3 separate regions of the Sus scrofa genome follow, and all the other regions are linked to region 2. Evidence: chromatin contacts called from public promoter capture Hi-C data. All regions are on one chromosome and are shown on one strand. Each heading gives the region's core, a stretch centred on a gene start, on an enhancer-like site or on the middle of the called end of the contact. The rest is flanking DNA. Distances are from core to core; before and after follow the strand shown.

Region 1 (4,497 bases), core at 1,722-4,221, 440 kb after region 2:
CAAAGGAAAACAAAGACCCAGAACTGTCCTATGTAAGTGATTTAAATCACCTCTCTGGCACATTCCTCATTTGGGGGAACGCCTGCACCCTACTTCTCCTTTGGGGTGTATTACTGCTTTGCTTCTGTCTTAGATAAAATAGACTAATTCTCTGTGTGCTCTCCTACTTGTATTGTGTTTCTAACAATAAACTTTGTACCGGTTTTTACTATCTTTGCCTCCTTGAGACATTCTTGCTTTCAATGGGGGGCGAAAATCTGCTTCTAGCCTCTGTCTGGTCTAGTGGCTAGGATTCCTGGTTTTCATCTAGGCAGCCAGGTTCAACTCCAGAGCAGAGAATTAAGATCTTGCGCTTCAAGCGATCACACACTGTTGTCTCACTGAAATCGATCACACCCTACCTTAGCTGAGGGACAGGCCAGCACTCCAAGTTAGGACAAGTGAAAACTGGAATCTGGATTTGGAGTATCAAAGAGCAGTAGATCAGGGCCCACCCATTCCAAAAGTGGAGGACAACCAATCACAACATTCCTGCCTGACCCAGAACAGTCCCATGTAAGTGATTTAAATCACCTCTCTGGCACATTCCTCATTTGGGGGAATGCCTGCATCCTTACTTCTCCTTTGGGGTGTATTACTGCTTTACTTCTGCCTTAGATAAAATAGACTAATTCTATTATCCTGTTGTCACTGCCACTCTGCCCCCTGGAGTTGCTTTAACTCCTGTCAGCGTCCTAGCCTGACTATCTAGTTAGGCTGCTCATCAATTCTCAGAGCGCCTGTAATCCTTCCATCAAATTCCTTTTTGTTTAAATCTGGTGGAGAAGTTTTCTGCTACTTTGTAACCAAAGGACTCACAGTCCCCCCTCCCCCCTTATTTAGCTTGCTGCTCATAATATTAGACTAAAATGGGGGAAAAGTCTATTTAATTACATCTGAAGCCCTACATTGATCATACAGTGAAACACATTCTAAGAGCTCAAAAATTTTTTTTAATTTTTAAAAAAAATTTTTTTTTATTTTCCCACTGTATCAAAATTTTTTTATTGAACAAATAACTAGTTTTCCAAAGCATAGTTTTTGTGAAGCATTGTTTTAAACTATTTTCTTAACAAAGAAAGACCATAGCAATGATACCCAAGAGAGAAATAGTACCTGAAATCTATTTCCTCCTCTAGTGAAAGGATATATTGGAAAACATGCTTGGATTGAGTTCGTATGACTATCTAACAAATTACGGAGTCTTTTATTTCAGAGAAATAAAAGGCTTTCTTAATTTTAAAAAACTTATACTTTAAATCAATTTTAAGAAGTCATTTAGGAAAAAATTGCCCTCTCCGAATTAGACATTTTAGTAGACATTTAACATATCTTATTTAATCCTCTATATCTATGCATCAGCAATATTTATTGAGCCCCTAATACGGGACAGGCATTGTGTTAGCTTGTTATAAATACAATGATGAACAAGACAGACCCAGTGTGGGCAGTAAGAAACATTTCCATAGTCACACGGACAGTGAGTTGATGACATATTTTGTGTTTTTGTGTGTGTATGAATACAATTATAGTCTTTGCTTTTCTCTTTTTAATAAATAGCTTCTGTGCATTCTAAACAAACAGATAATCTAATGATTATAGATGGGGCTTACATTTTTAAGTACATTAAGTTTAGTGACAGATATTTTATGAATCTTAACAGTGTTATGTTTATTGCTACCAAGTCATTGTAAATATTTTGGTTTCACCCAGACATTTGATCTTCTGGTACAAAATAATACCGAATGAAAAATATAAAATTGCTTATGAAAAATTCTAGAGGATGACATTGCACCTAATGTTTGTAGTCAACTGTTTGTCACTCTCCCTGTGCCTATCTTGGTGTCCAGGACAAATAGACAAGTGGAACTGAGTGTTCAAATATCAAAACCATTGGAATGAAGCACTGGACACCAGGTGGGCCTCAAGGGACTGGGTGAAGGAGGAAGAGACCCAGAAAACCTCTGGGTCTGAAAGTGGAAAAATTGCTGAACATTTGATTTGACACTAATGAGAATGCTAAGGACATCTCAAAATAGATCAGGGCACTATTTCTAACCTAACTGTAGAAGAACACACCTGAAAGAGAGAAACTTCCATCTTTGTAGTAGTTTAACACTTGAGGTTCTTCTAAACACAGTTTACTCCAATTTAGTTTCATTTCACTGTTATGTGGTTGCATAACTCTACATTGAACCAAGTTTTTCAATTCAAAAGTCGAATATGTATTATTTTTACCTATCGAAACTATTCACTTTGCTTAGGTTTCTAAGCATGTTTACACAGGAACGACAAGAATGACCCGCAAGAGTGGGCCAGTACCCGGAATTTAATGGTGGTATTCTAGGGTTGTTGTCTGTTTGCAGTTTTGATGCTGTATTAGCTGCAACCAAATATTCTTATTTCTCAGGTTCAGGGCTTCTGTCCATCCCTGGGGATCCCCTTTCATCTAAGATTACTGGATAGCTGTTTTCAACAGCACCATGAAGTTTATTATCCGAAGGAGGGCCACTATATAGGTCCTGAAAAAGGGACCACTAGTAATAGGGACGATTTGAACTTCACAAGTTTGTTGGGTCTGGGGAAGGAAGCAGAGGGCCAGAGCCCACGGCCACACCAATTTGGGGACTGGGCGTCTCTTCCTACATGTCGCTCTTCCGCCCTGGGAGGGAGTCGGGGGAGCAGGCAAGCTGGGTCCCCGGGTCTTGTTAGTCGCAGGAGGGACCGCAGCTGAGCCCGCAGGCATTCCCAGTGACCCAGCGGCCGGCACTGCAGGTGCCAGAGAGCAGAAAGACGGCGGCCCAGAGAAGGGGACTTCCGGGGAGAGAGGGTGCGCGCCAGCTCGCCCTCCAGAGCAGGAAGGGGGTGGGAGGCGTGCGCGCCTCCGCGGCGGCGGCGATGGGTGCGGGGCGTGCGTGCGCGCTGGCTCGCCAGAGGCGGGAGGGGGCGGAGTCGCTTCGCGGTCTGAGCCCGCGCGGGATCGCGGAGGTGCGTCTCCAGGCTGACGCTGTCGCCTAGCGCGGAGCCAGCTGGACGCGCCACCCGCAGGGCTGACTGCTGCCTTTATTTACTAGGAAACACTGTTTCCCCGCAGGAGACTCCAGGAGCGCGCGCGCGCGCACACACACACACACGCTCGCACACACATCATACACGCTCACGAACACACACACACACACACACGCGCGCGCGCGCGCGCAAGCTAGCGCGTTGGTTCTTCACAACTGCATCCCCAAACCGGCAGAGCGAAGCTACTGCGGTTTTTCTTAACCTCAGCCGCGTGGGGCGAAGCAGGGCCATTGACATCTGGGAGAGCCCGGTGCCTGCGCTGCCACCTCGGGTACGTAACCCAGCAGACTGCTCACTCCATCGGGTAAGCCAGTATCTCTTCTCGTAACCTGTTCGGGGTTGGTGCCTGTAGACCGGAGGGAGGCTGCTGGTGAGCCAATGGGGTAGAAACCGGAGTTGAAATTCAGGGGCATGCAGCCCTTGCTGCCTCTAGCTGGTATCGTCTAGCGGGAGCAATGATTACTCCCGGTTACTTATTCTACTCAATCCTGGAGTTGTTCCCCCTTTCTCCCCTTTCTCGTAGCCCAAGATGTACTTTCCACCTTGGTTGCCAAGGAGACTTGCTTAAACATCAGCCTTGGGGCGTCTATTGAAAGAATTGGTTTCTTAAATGATTCTGTTATTTATTTTGATTTTTAAAACGGAAATATACATTGAGGACCATGTGATTTGACATTTGTTAATCTGTATTCAGGCAACGGTTTCATTCAACTTCAAGGAAAACGGTAATTGCACTGTATGGAGTGCTTTAAAAAGGATTCGTCAGATGAATTTTTCAACGGATTGTGTCTTGAATCATAAATTACTCCCATTTCGGTGATCTTATAAAGAAAGCTGACTCCAGTTAAACTCTCTTCCCTTCTCTTTCCAGTTATTTTGCAGTTCACTCAGGCATGACTGTCTTAACATTAAAAGCAGAAGATGAATTAATTGTGGTTCCCCACAAAAGGATGATATTCTGTTGTATAATGACCATAACAGGAATACTTATGTGAATTCTTAATGAAAGGAGAGAGTATTCATAACATACATCTTTGCTAACATTTCTATAGCCACTGCACCACTATTTAAGTTTTCTGCCCCTCTGTCCATTTCTGAGAAGATTCTGTTTTCTTTCAGTGTCTTACGATGTTTGACATATATCTATAGATGTAGATATAAAATGTTTGCCATAGCTTAACACACCAGATTCTAAGCTTTAAGAGCTTATATTAGCATGTGGAGAGGAAGGAAGCCAAGAAAGCTTTATAGATCCTGCTGGGCTTTTCTGATAGATTGAATCCTTTATTGGAGCACTGGGAGAGGCCCAGTGAGGAGGTTGGTTCTCCTGTCTCACAGGAACCCCTAATCACTGGGGCCTCAAGTCCTCAGGTGCCTAAATGGGTGAAC
Region 2 (4,701 bases), core at 953-3,452:
TTTTTTTGCCTCTCCACATAAACTTGAAAAACAGCTTGTTGATATCCACAAAACAACTTGCTGGGATTTTAATTGGAATTGCACTGAATCTGCAGATCAAGTTGGGAAGAACTGACATCTTGACAATATTGGGCATTCTTATCCAAAAACATGAACTATCCACTTATTTAGTTCTCTGATTTCATTTATTAGAGTCTGCAGTTTTCCTCATGTAGATCTTACATATATATTGTTAGATTTATACCTAAGTATGTCATTTTGGGGATTGCTAAGGAGAAAGGTGTGCTTTCAGTTCCAAGTTCCACTTGTTCATTGCTGGTATAATCTTAATTTTAATTAATTTAAATTTAAATAACTTCATCTGTCTAGTAGCTATCACTTTATACAGCACAAACATAAACTACAAAGTATAATCATGAATTATTCTTTTTTAGGAATTATTCCCTTTTTTGGAATAAATATAAATGTTATTCCTATTATTGAAGTGTAATGTTGCACCAAAACATTTACCTTGACTTATTCATTTAACATTTATGGACTATATTAGGCACTACATACCAGCTGCCATACTAAATGATAAATCATGCCATTTAGGAGCTCATTGAGGAACTCAGACTAAAGACTACAGTACAATTTTGCTTGCTACTAGAGACACCTGAATAGAGAATTCAGGGAACATAGCATGTAGAATAATCACAGGAATTTTAAAAGTCTCATTTAAGATTTTTATTTAAGCTTGGACACCGTGGAAAAATAAACTTAAAAATAAATGCAGGTAGGGGAGAGTGAGGAAGAGGACAAGCATTCCAGAAAAGACATGAAGTCCTGAAAGGACTCGGTGTTTCTAGGACACCGTAAGCTACTCCATATGTGGCGTGCAGCTGCAGAGGATGCTGATGAAAAGAAGACTTCATTCCATCATAAGAGTCTTACATGGTAAGCAAGAAGTTTGGATGTCAAGTAGTCACATAGCACATTATATTTCCCTTATCAAATATTTTTTAAAAATCTGCTTCAGCAGGTGTACAAGTTGTTTATAGCAAGACCATGTCTGCTTTATCCACCACTGTACTCCACGGCATCTGATAATCAGTAAGTATATATTATATGCATGAATGCTTCTGCTTGTTTTGAGGCTTGATGTCCGTTGGGATCATATCACCTACTCTATTCCAAGTTATCTCTTTAACTTCTGGTGTTCTACCTCTCAGTTTGCGATGACATAGCCCAATAGCTTGCCTGTTTGGTGGTAGTACTTAGTAACAGGTTCTATTACTGTGTTTTCTTGCATTTTAAATGAAGCTGGGAACTTTACTGGACAAGAATATTTGTGGCATTGGCTTTGAGTTACCAGAATGAGATACCGAGATGGGAAAGTAACTGAAATAACCATGTTCACTTATTCTATAGGGCTTATTTAAAAGGAATATGTATGTATAATATATACACTTTTTAAGTGAAGAGGGAGGTATAAAAGTAAAAGGGATCAAGAAAAGTACACCAGAGTAAATTATCTACTTTTTACTGATTTCAATGTAGGGAAAAGCAAAACAAATGTGCTTTTCTTTTCTTCCGTTCCATCCACAGCCCTTTACATTTATTACCTTATGTTTATATTCTTCATTATTTGCTGGAGCTAATATTCTCCTTAAGAGGAAAAGGAAAGGCTCTAGGATACATGAAAACAATCCTCAGCATTTATGGTACCCCAATTATTCATATTTGTGCAAAAAGAAAAGTAATTACCTAAAAGGTGCAAAGCTTTGAGCCCAAGTAAAAACTATCTTAATTCCCTATACAAATGGGACTGCCCTGCATTAATTAACAGCTAGAGGGGAAGATAACTGAAGGCCCTGGCACATCTCCGCGCCTCTTCCCCAGATAAAAACCAAAAGGAGGGCAGAAAAAAAGAAAAGTGGTTAATTTGATTATCACTGCGCCAAAACATTAGGGATAATGCAAACAAATACCTAAATTAAACGTTACTAACTTGGCTTTCCTGCATCACATCCGCAGCCAAACACCTTGCAACCTGGCTCTCAAGCAGCTCTCGCCCGGCTCCCACAGCTTAGAACAAACCTCCCGCGCGGGTGGGCGGGGCTGCGGCTCTTCCGGCCACGCCCCCGGCGGCTCCGGCCGCGCGCGTTCCGTAGCTGCGTCGGGGAGGAGTTTCTTGTCCCTCCGCGCGGCCCGTTCTGCCTCAGCTCCTGAGACCTTTGGGCTGACGTGTCTGCAGTTTGTCGGCAGCTCGGCGAGTAGGGCCGAGATGGCGGACGCCTGGGAAGAGATCAGGCGGTTGGCGGCTGACTTCCAAAGGGCGCAGTTCGCAGAGGCCACACAGAGGTGCCTGACCCTCCCTCTCCATTTTGGAGGCCCAAATAGCCCCTGGGCGGCCAAACCAAGACCGGAGGCCGCAAACCCTGGGCCCTGGACCCTCCCATCTCCTGTCAGGGTTCCCGCCTCCCCCTTCCTCCCTCAACATGGATTGCGTTTCCAAGTATAGTTCCGGGCAGGAAGGCCGAAATCTACTCCCGGGAACTAACCCCAGCCCCCTCCTGGAGCCGAGCCCCAGCCAGGTGTTGAGGCGCTGCCCGCTTCCACCCCTGGCCAGGGCTGGTAACTTGGAGCTGTCTTAATAGTGCCCCTCTGATGTTTACTTGACCATCAGCAAGTCCCTGTGGCATCATTGCCTGTTATACGTTTCCTGACCCAGAAAGAGCTTGAAAGCAGAGATTAACCCCACAAACAGTCCTTTGTAAATACTGTGTTGACTCTTTAAATATTATGCCTTTTTGTTCACTAGAACAAATGTGCTAGGCCAGAGCCACTGTCCCATCTGTCATTTTTAGGGACTCCAGACACTGACATTTACTACCAACCTGCTAGCTTGTGGGGATTGTGTCTTAAAAAGCACACTGACTCTGCTTTTTACCATTACAGAGCATATGAAATGCTAGTAGAACCCTTTTTATCTGTTGACTGTTTCTTGCCTTGTTCCTTCTGATGCTGAAGACCTTAATCTCTTGATGCTGTGTGTTCGGTAGTACAGTGAGCAGCTAGGACACTTACTTAAGTGCTTGCAGTTGTGGTTGTGGTCTTCCTAGGCAGGTCTTCTGCCTACAGATCAGTTGTAAGAGTGAGGTAATTATGCATTTAATTTAAAACAAAATTTTGTTTTTAACTGAAACTAAAGTGAAAATTGAAGTAAAAGTAGGGCAGGTTTTTTCCATACCTGAATTACGTGTCCTCACTTTACCGTTCGTATTTAAAGAGTAGAAGCAGGCCTAGGAAAGAGCAAACTTGAAATCTGTAATAGAAAGATTTGTAACAGTTAAGTAAGTGATTAAGTGCATATAAACCTGTTTATGTTATTTTTTAAAATAAGAGAAACAGATTTTACAATATAAAACTTAATGCCTTTTTATGCAGGCCTTTTCAAAAGCCCATTTTTTCATACATTCTCTTAATTTTATTGAGCACTAAATCTATCAAATGCATTTTTAAAACTTTTATTTCCCTCAGGTTGTCAGAGCGGAACTGCATTGAGATTGTAAATAAATTGATTGCTCAGAAGCAGCTAGAAGTAGTTCACACACTTGATGGGAAAGAATATATTACTCCAGCCCAAATTAGTAAAGAAATGAGAGATGAGCTACATGTTCGAGGTGGTAAGTAATTCCTTAGTTTTTTTTTTTTCTTTTGGTTGTTTGCAGAGGGGGAAAAAATCCTTTAAATCATAAATGATTTGGAGATTATAGAACACCCTTCTCAATTGTTAATGTGATCAGCCTTATTATTTTTAATAGGTTTGGGTAAACATGATCATGTAATTTAAATAAAATCAAATATTGTCACTTTACAAAATAGCATGTATTATTTTGAGTTGTGTTCTATATGTGAATTAATCAGTTTCTTTTCACAGTTCATGAATTTACTGCATAACATAGCTGCCTGTTACCAGGTGATAATTATGAAGGAGGAACAGAGATTTTGAATTAGAGATTGTTGAAAATCAAGGCTGTGTTACCATGTTTTCTTTTTTGCAAATTAGGAAACAGTTTAATATGGTGCTACATCTGTTAGATTGTAGAGAATGCTGTTATAGCATATAAAAAAAAGTTTGTTTCTTCTTAAAAAATTGAACAAATTACTGAAAATTTGACACTGTTTTATTAAAATGGATGCAACTGTGAAAACAACTCATTAGGTGTTACTAGATATATACCCTTGATGGTTTTTTTTAATCTTCCTACATAGGCCTAATAAAATATTAACTATAATTTGGAATACTTAACAGATATTCTTTTGCTAATAAATGGAAACTTACCAGTTTCAAATATTTTTTAAAAGTTTATCTCAATTTAGTTGTCAATATCTCTTTGGTCACAGTAGATAAATTGTAAAGGGAAATAAATAACCCCCATAGATCTGGCCAGCTAACATGTCAGTTGATGCTTGTAAATGGCCTGATGTGGTAAATGAAACTTTGAAAATAAATTAGCATCTATACCGTCAGCCACGAAGACTTAGCTAATGGTTTATATTTGAAGGCATTAATTACTGCTTCCGTGTGTTCTTTGTAGAGGGAGGACCTTGATGGTCCAAAACATAAATCTGTTAGAATTTCCAGTTTCTGGTTTATATGTCTTACTCGTAACTTAAATGAATATTTTTTCTTTAAAGGTCGTGTGAACATTGTTG
Region 3 (4,709 bases), core at 1,191-3,690, 410 kb after region 2:
GTTAAATGCTTTTTTGCGCCCCAAGAGCCATTTTTGGAATGAATGATTAAGAATAACATGTAAGAAATAATACTTGGAAGTATTATCTAACACCTGTCTAAAAATAACAAAGAACATGAACATGAGAGCTCTCTGGTGGCCTAGTGGTTAAGGGTCCAGTGTTGTTACTGCTGTGGCACAGGTTCTGACCCAGGAACTTCTTACATGCCAAGGCCACCATCCAATAAATAAATAAATAAATAGACACACAGAGAGAGAGACAGAGAGAAAAATACCCCCATATATATATATATATATATATATATATTTTAATGGAAGCATTTGGAGATAACTGAATACTCTAATTGCTATTCTATGCAACAATTTTCTCTCTTTTTTTTTGGTCTTTTTAGGCCCGCACTGTGGCATATGGAAGTTTCCAGGTTAGGTCGAATCAGAGCTGGAACTCCTACCCCACAGCCACAGCAATGCAGGATCCAAGCTGCACCTGCGACTCACGGCAATGCCAGATCCTTAACCCACTGAGCAAGGCCAGGGATGGAATTGGCGTCTTCACGAATACTAGTCAGGTTCACTACTACTAAGCCACGATGGGAACTCCCGGTGTGTGCAACAATTTACATACCTTATTCTACACATGAGTTTTATTTCACTAATAACTATGTCTGTGTGAACAGTCTACCTCCTAAGAGAGAGACAACCAGAGAATTCTAGAATGGAAAAAAATCTGGGAATTGTCACTGGCAGTTCCCTCTCCTTTCATCAAACTCTTGCCCCTACTTAGAACCTTCCTACCTCTACACACCCATTTAGTTAATTCCTACTCATCCTTTAGGCCTGAGTTTAAATGTCACTTCCTCAGAAACCATCCTTCATCCTTCAATCTCAATTCCAATAGGTCCCTCTGATATATTCACAGCGCCTATATTTCTCCTTCACAGACTTATCAGTAATTATGTACCTATGGCTGCTCATCAGTTTAATGCCTGTGTCCATCACAAAACCTTAAGTACCATGAAAGCAAGGACTGGAGCTGTTTTGTTCATCACCATACACAAAGCACTTGTGCCTGCCGTTTACATAAAGGTTCTCATTCCCAATATGTTCTGTGATCTCCTATTTTTACAGTCTATCAGAATATGTTCTTTAAAAACAAAATTAAAAAACCAACACAATATTAAAGGAACCACTAAGGATAGAACATACCTCAGTACACTGAAGGGTGAGAAAATAGTATTAAAGCTCATCTTTGGTCATTCAGATGATAACCCCTAGAAGTACCTTACTTACCAAATGCTACAAATTCTGAAATAATAACAAATAATCCACAGAACTGCTTTCAATCCATACTTTCACAAGACTTTTTAACTTTAATAAATATCCAATAACATGTGTGTCTTGCTACGATTGCTGTGCTTCAGTTTTGCCAATGCTCTGCATTCTGGTCACAAGCACACTGACAATTACGCTTAGATATTATATACTCACTCACTTCTATTTGCCACACTTCTCATGGTTATTTTCCTGGAGCCCCAAAGAGTTAAATTATAAACTTAACTTTATTAAAACACACATTACCTGCACAGAAGACACGGGATCTGTGGAATCAACATACACATCTTTTAGTAGTGACAACAGTTTGTCATCTTTTCTAGCAATTTCTCCCTTAATTTCTGGATGGCCTAAGAGGGGGAAAAAAAATCACAATATTAATGCCAAAGAAAGTTTTATCTAAGATCCTAAACACTTAGCACAAGACAGTCACCTTTAATTTTGCTTAATTAGCAATCATTCGGACAGTACGGAACATGTTTTAAAGATAAATCAAAGTGCTAGGTCGAGCTCGGTGTCCATCGTTCTGTGAAGACATCTAGAGAAAAGTTCCCTTGCACACAATCCCTTCTGATTTTGATTCCTTGTATCGAGACAGTAAGTATTAAAGACAAAAGCTGGCGAGAACGGGGTCAGCGGCGGGGACAAGTCAAAACCTCTAGGACACGAAGAAGGTGGAGCCGCGGACTCCTTCACGAGCGCAAGGAGCCTGTCTCAATGTCACCGGCCTGGCGGCTCCACTTTTCCGCGCTCGGCTGACCCGAGTGACTGCGAATAAAGCAGGCTCCCCAGTCCGCTGGACCGAGGTCCGGCTGCGTTCAGCCAGCACAGGGAGCCCCCGAGCCGCAGCCCGACGCGCCCATGCACCACTTACTGTTTATCTGCTCTCGCAGGAGGGTCTTGGTGGAGGGGTGCCTGGGAGCAGGGGAAGGTTTCAACTTGCTGATTTCCCGTTCCGCCCGGTTCTCTAGGTTGAAATTCCGGACTGCACGAGTCACTGCAGCCCCCATTTCTTCACAACATAATGCCCTTAAGTTCAAAACACACGTGGTTGAACACCGGCACCGGCGACCTCCGGGACGGACCGAGCATGCGCACGTCGGGGGGGGGGGGGAGTCCGCTCGGTCTTGCGCCGGAAAACCGGAGCTAAATGCGCGCGGTTCGCCCCCTCGCGGTCGGGAGGGCACAGACCGCGTCTCCACCCAGAGTAAAACAAAGAGAGCGCCTCTCTACGGGGTGGGGGATGTGCTCCAATCTGCGGCTGCCTCCCGCGAGATGGGGCGGGACTTCAGGCTCCGACCACCTTGGCGCTCACCTTTGGAACCTGGCGCAGTCGGGCGGGAAGTTTTAAAACAATTTCTTGCTGGGCGTGACGCCAGAGTTTCCGTTTAATTCCGCCTGAATGAGGACAGGCATTGGTCCATGCTTCCTCTGCTAATCGAAAGTTGCAGGCTGAGAATCAATCTGAGGAAATTGACTTTGAAGTCCTTTCACTGGTCAGTACAGCCAGAGAGGACTCCATTAAAAATGAACTCATTGCGCCAAGAAGGTTCTGAAATGGTCCTTTACTACTTTTGTGAAAGGAAAATGATGAAAGTTTATTTTCGATGAATATTTTTTCTGTTACTCTTTTATTTAAATACCCCCTCATATTCTTGTCCCCTTGCCCAATGCGTTTGAGTCTGAGCCCTGTTTGCTTTTACAGTAATCTTTTTTGCATTCACGTCCTCATAATTCTCTTGACCTAATTATATCGATTTCCGTTTAGCTGCCCCTTCCTTTTGTGTATTTTTGATGTCACTTTGTGTTATGTCTCCATACTATTAAGTGCTGGGTCACCGCGTCATTCCTTAGTCTATATCTCATTGTGCCTTCCTCATTTTTTTTTTAAGCCAGGGAGACCTTGTATCTTAAAGGAACAGCCAATAGAAAAGGAAAAACGAGTCCTGTTTACATATTTTCTTTTCCTCGCTTTCTCATTCCCTCTCTCCCTCTTCTGCCTCCTGTTTTTCAAATGGACTACTGTGTTGCTGCTTTTACTTAAGATTCTTTAGAAATATTGTCATTAATCCATAATCAAAGTACCCACTAGGAAGTAGCAGAGTTTCCAAAGTTACAGTATTTTTCACAAACTCTGGCTGCAAGGTCTGTTTCTAGTGTTCTCAGCTCTTTTTAGTGAAATGAAGTATAAAAGCAATGAAATAATTGATGTAAAGATAATTGAATCAAAGTAATTTTTTGGAAAGAATCTCAAAGAAGGGGGCAGTTTTATTTAAAGAAAACATATAATTATTACACATGATAATCATAGCAAAAGTTCTATAAGGACCATAGCTCTCGCCATTGATTATCATGAAATGTTTTTACTGGAATTGGTATTTAGAATTTATAGAAGCCAAAACCAATGTTCTCTGGTAGAGTTAGTTGGGAAGTTATCCTGAAGGTGGCAGGCTGCTCCAAGATTTCCATCTTTGAGACATCTTTGAGCCTGTAACTTAAGGCTTTATAGACCAGGTATTCATATTTTTGTGGCTGCCAAGAAATTTTCATCTGCCTCATGTATCCATGCATTTTACAATTATGGTGGCAATTACATTCACTATTAAAATATTTTCAAAGTGAAAAATTCACTTTCATGGAAATTCCGTATTTCTGGCAGCATGAAAAAGTACTGTTAGGCAGAAGTTACAGCAAGTGTAGGGGGCTGTGGGAAATATCATGTGAAAGAATTCTTTGAATTCCCACATTTGGGTAGAGTTTGGATTCAGCATCTAAGAAGCGTCTAACTTGGGCCAGTTGCTTTGCCTAGTCCTGGCCAGGTGCTACTCAAGTCTTCAAAGGGCAGACCAGAAAGCAGAGGTGCTTCACCAGAAATGCACCATTGACTGTCACTCCTTGGGAATCATCCCTGGAAATAAAATCTATCTCATAAATGCATAATTCCAGCTCTTCTTGTCAAACATGCAAATTATCAGGAAATCTGAACTCGGAACTTTCCCTAGGTTTATGTTAGGGATAAAGTGAGGTCCCCAAGGAAAGAGTATCTAGGATGCTACTCAGAATTAAGCATCTCTCTGAGTTCCTGTTGTGCCTGAGTGGGTTAAGAACCTGGTATAGTACCTGTGAGGATGCGGGTTTGATCCCTGGCCTCACTCAGTAAGTAAAGGCATTGCTGCAAGCTGCAGTGTAGGTCTCAGATACAGCTTGGATCTGGCATTGCTTTGGCTGTGGCATGGGCCAGCAGCTGCAGCTCCAATTCAACCCCTAGCCTGGGAACTTTCATATGCTGCTAGTGTGGCCATTAAAAAAAAAAAAAAGAATTAAGCATCTCTCTGGGTGGAGTGTTATGATGGGTATATATTGCTGAATATCTTAAG

The links. Promoter capture Hi-C pulls out the DNA fragments that hold promoters and counts their contacts.
Region 1: a contact with region 2 is called in a promoter capture Hi-C map of liver, with 6 times the contacts expected there. The contact joins the promoter of KLHL32 here to the promoter of UFL1 in region 2. A contact is called at or near these places in 1 of 5 promoter capture datasets (liver) and 1 of 2 datasets of contacts at active chromatin or transcription factors (skeletal muscle).
Region 3: a promoter capture Hi-C map of liver shows a contact between it and region 2, with 8 times the contacts expected there. The contact joins the promoter of NDUFAF4 here to the promoter of UFL1 in region 2. A contact is called at or near these places in 1 of 5 promoter capture datasets (liver), 1 of 47 Hi-C or Micro-C datasets (liver) and 1 of 2 datasets of contacts at active chromatin or transcription factors (alveolar macrophages).

What each region holds. Positions count from the first base shown.
Region 1 is chr1:64,075,698-64,080,194 of Sscrofa11.1, forward strand. KLHL32 (kelch-like protein 32) reads left to right here and starts at 2,972. Exons shown (of 10, transcript XM_003480291.3): 1 at 2,972-3,379.
Region 2 is chr1:63,636,387-63,641,087 of Sscrofa11.1, forward strand. UFL1 (UFM1 specific ligase 1) reads left to right here and starts at 2,203. Exons shown (of 19, transcript NM_001243440.1): 1 at 2,203-2,343; 2 at 3,523-3,668; 3 at 4,684-4,701. The coding sequence starts at 2,267. It overlaps LOC110260380 (a long non-coding RNA gene), which reads right to left and starts at 2,120. Exons shown (of 3, transcript XR_002343615.1): 1 at 1,991-2,120.
Region 3 is chr1:64,042,384-64,047,092 of Sscrofa11.1, forward strand. It overlaps NDUFAF4 (NADH dehydrogenase [ubiquinone] 1 alpha subcomplex assembly factor 4), which reads right to left and starts at 2,441. Exons shown (of 3, transcript XM_001925477.5): 1 at 2,207-2,441; 2 at 1,579-1,682. The coding sequence starts at 2,342.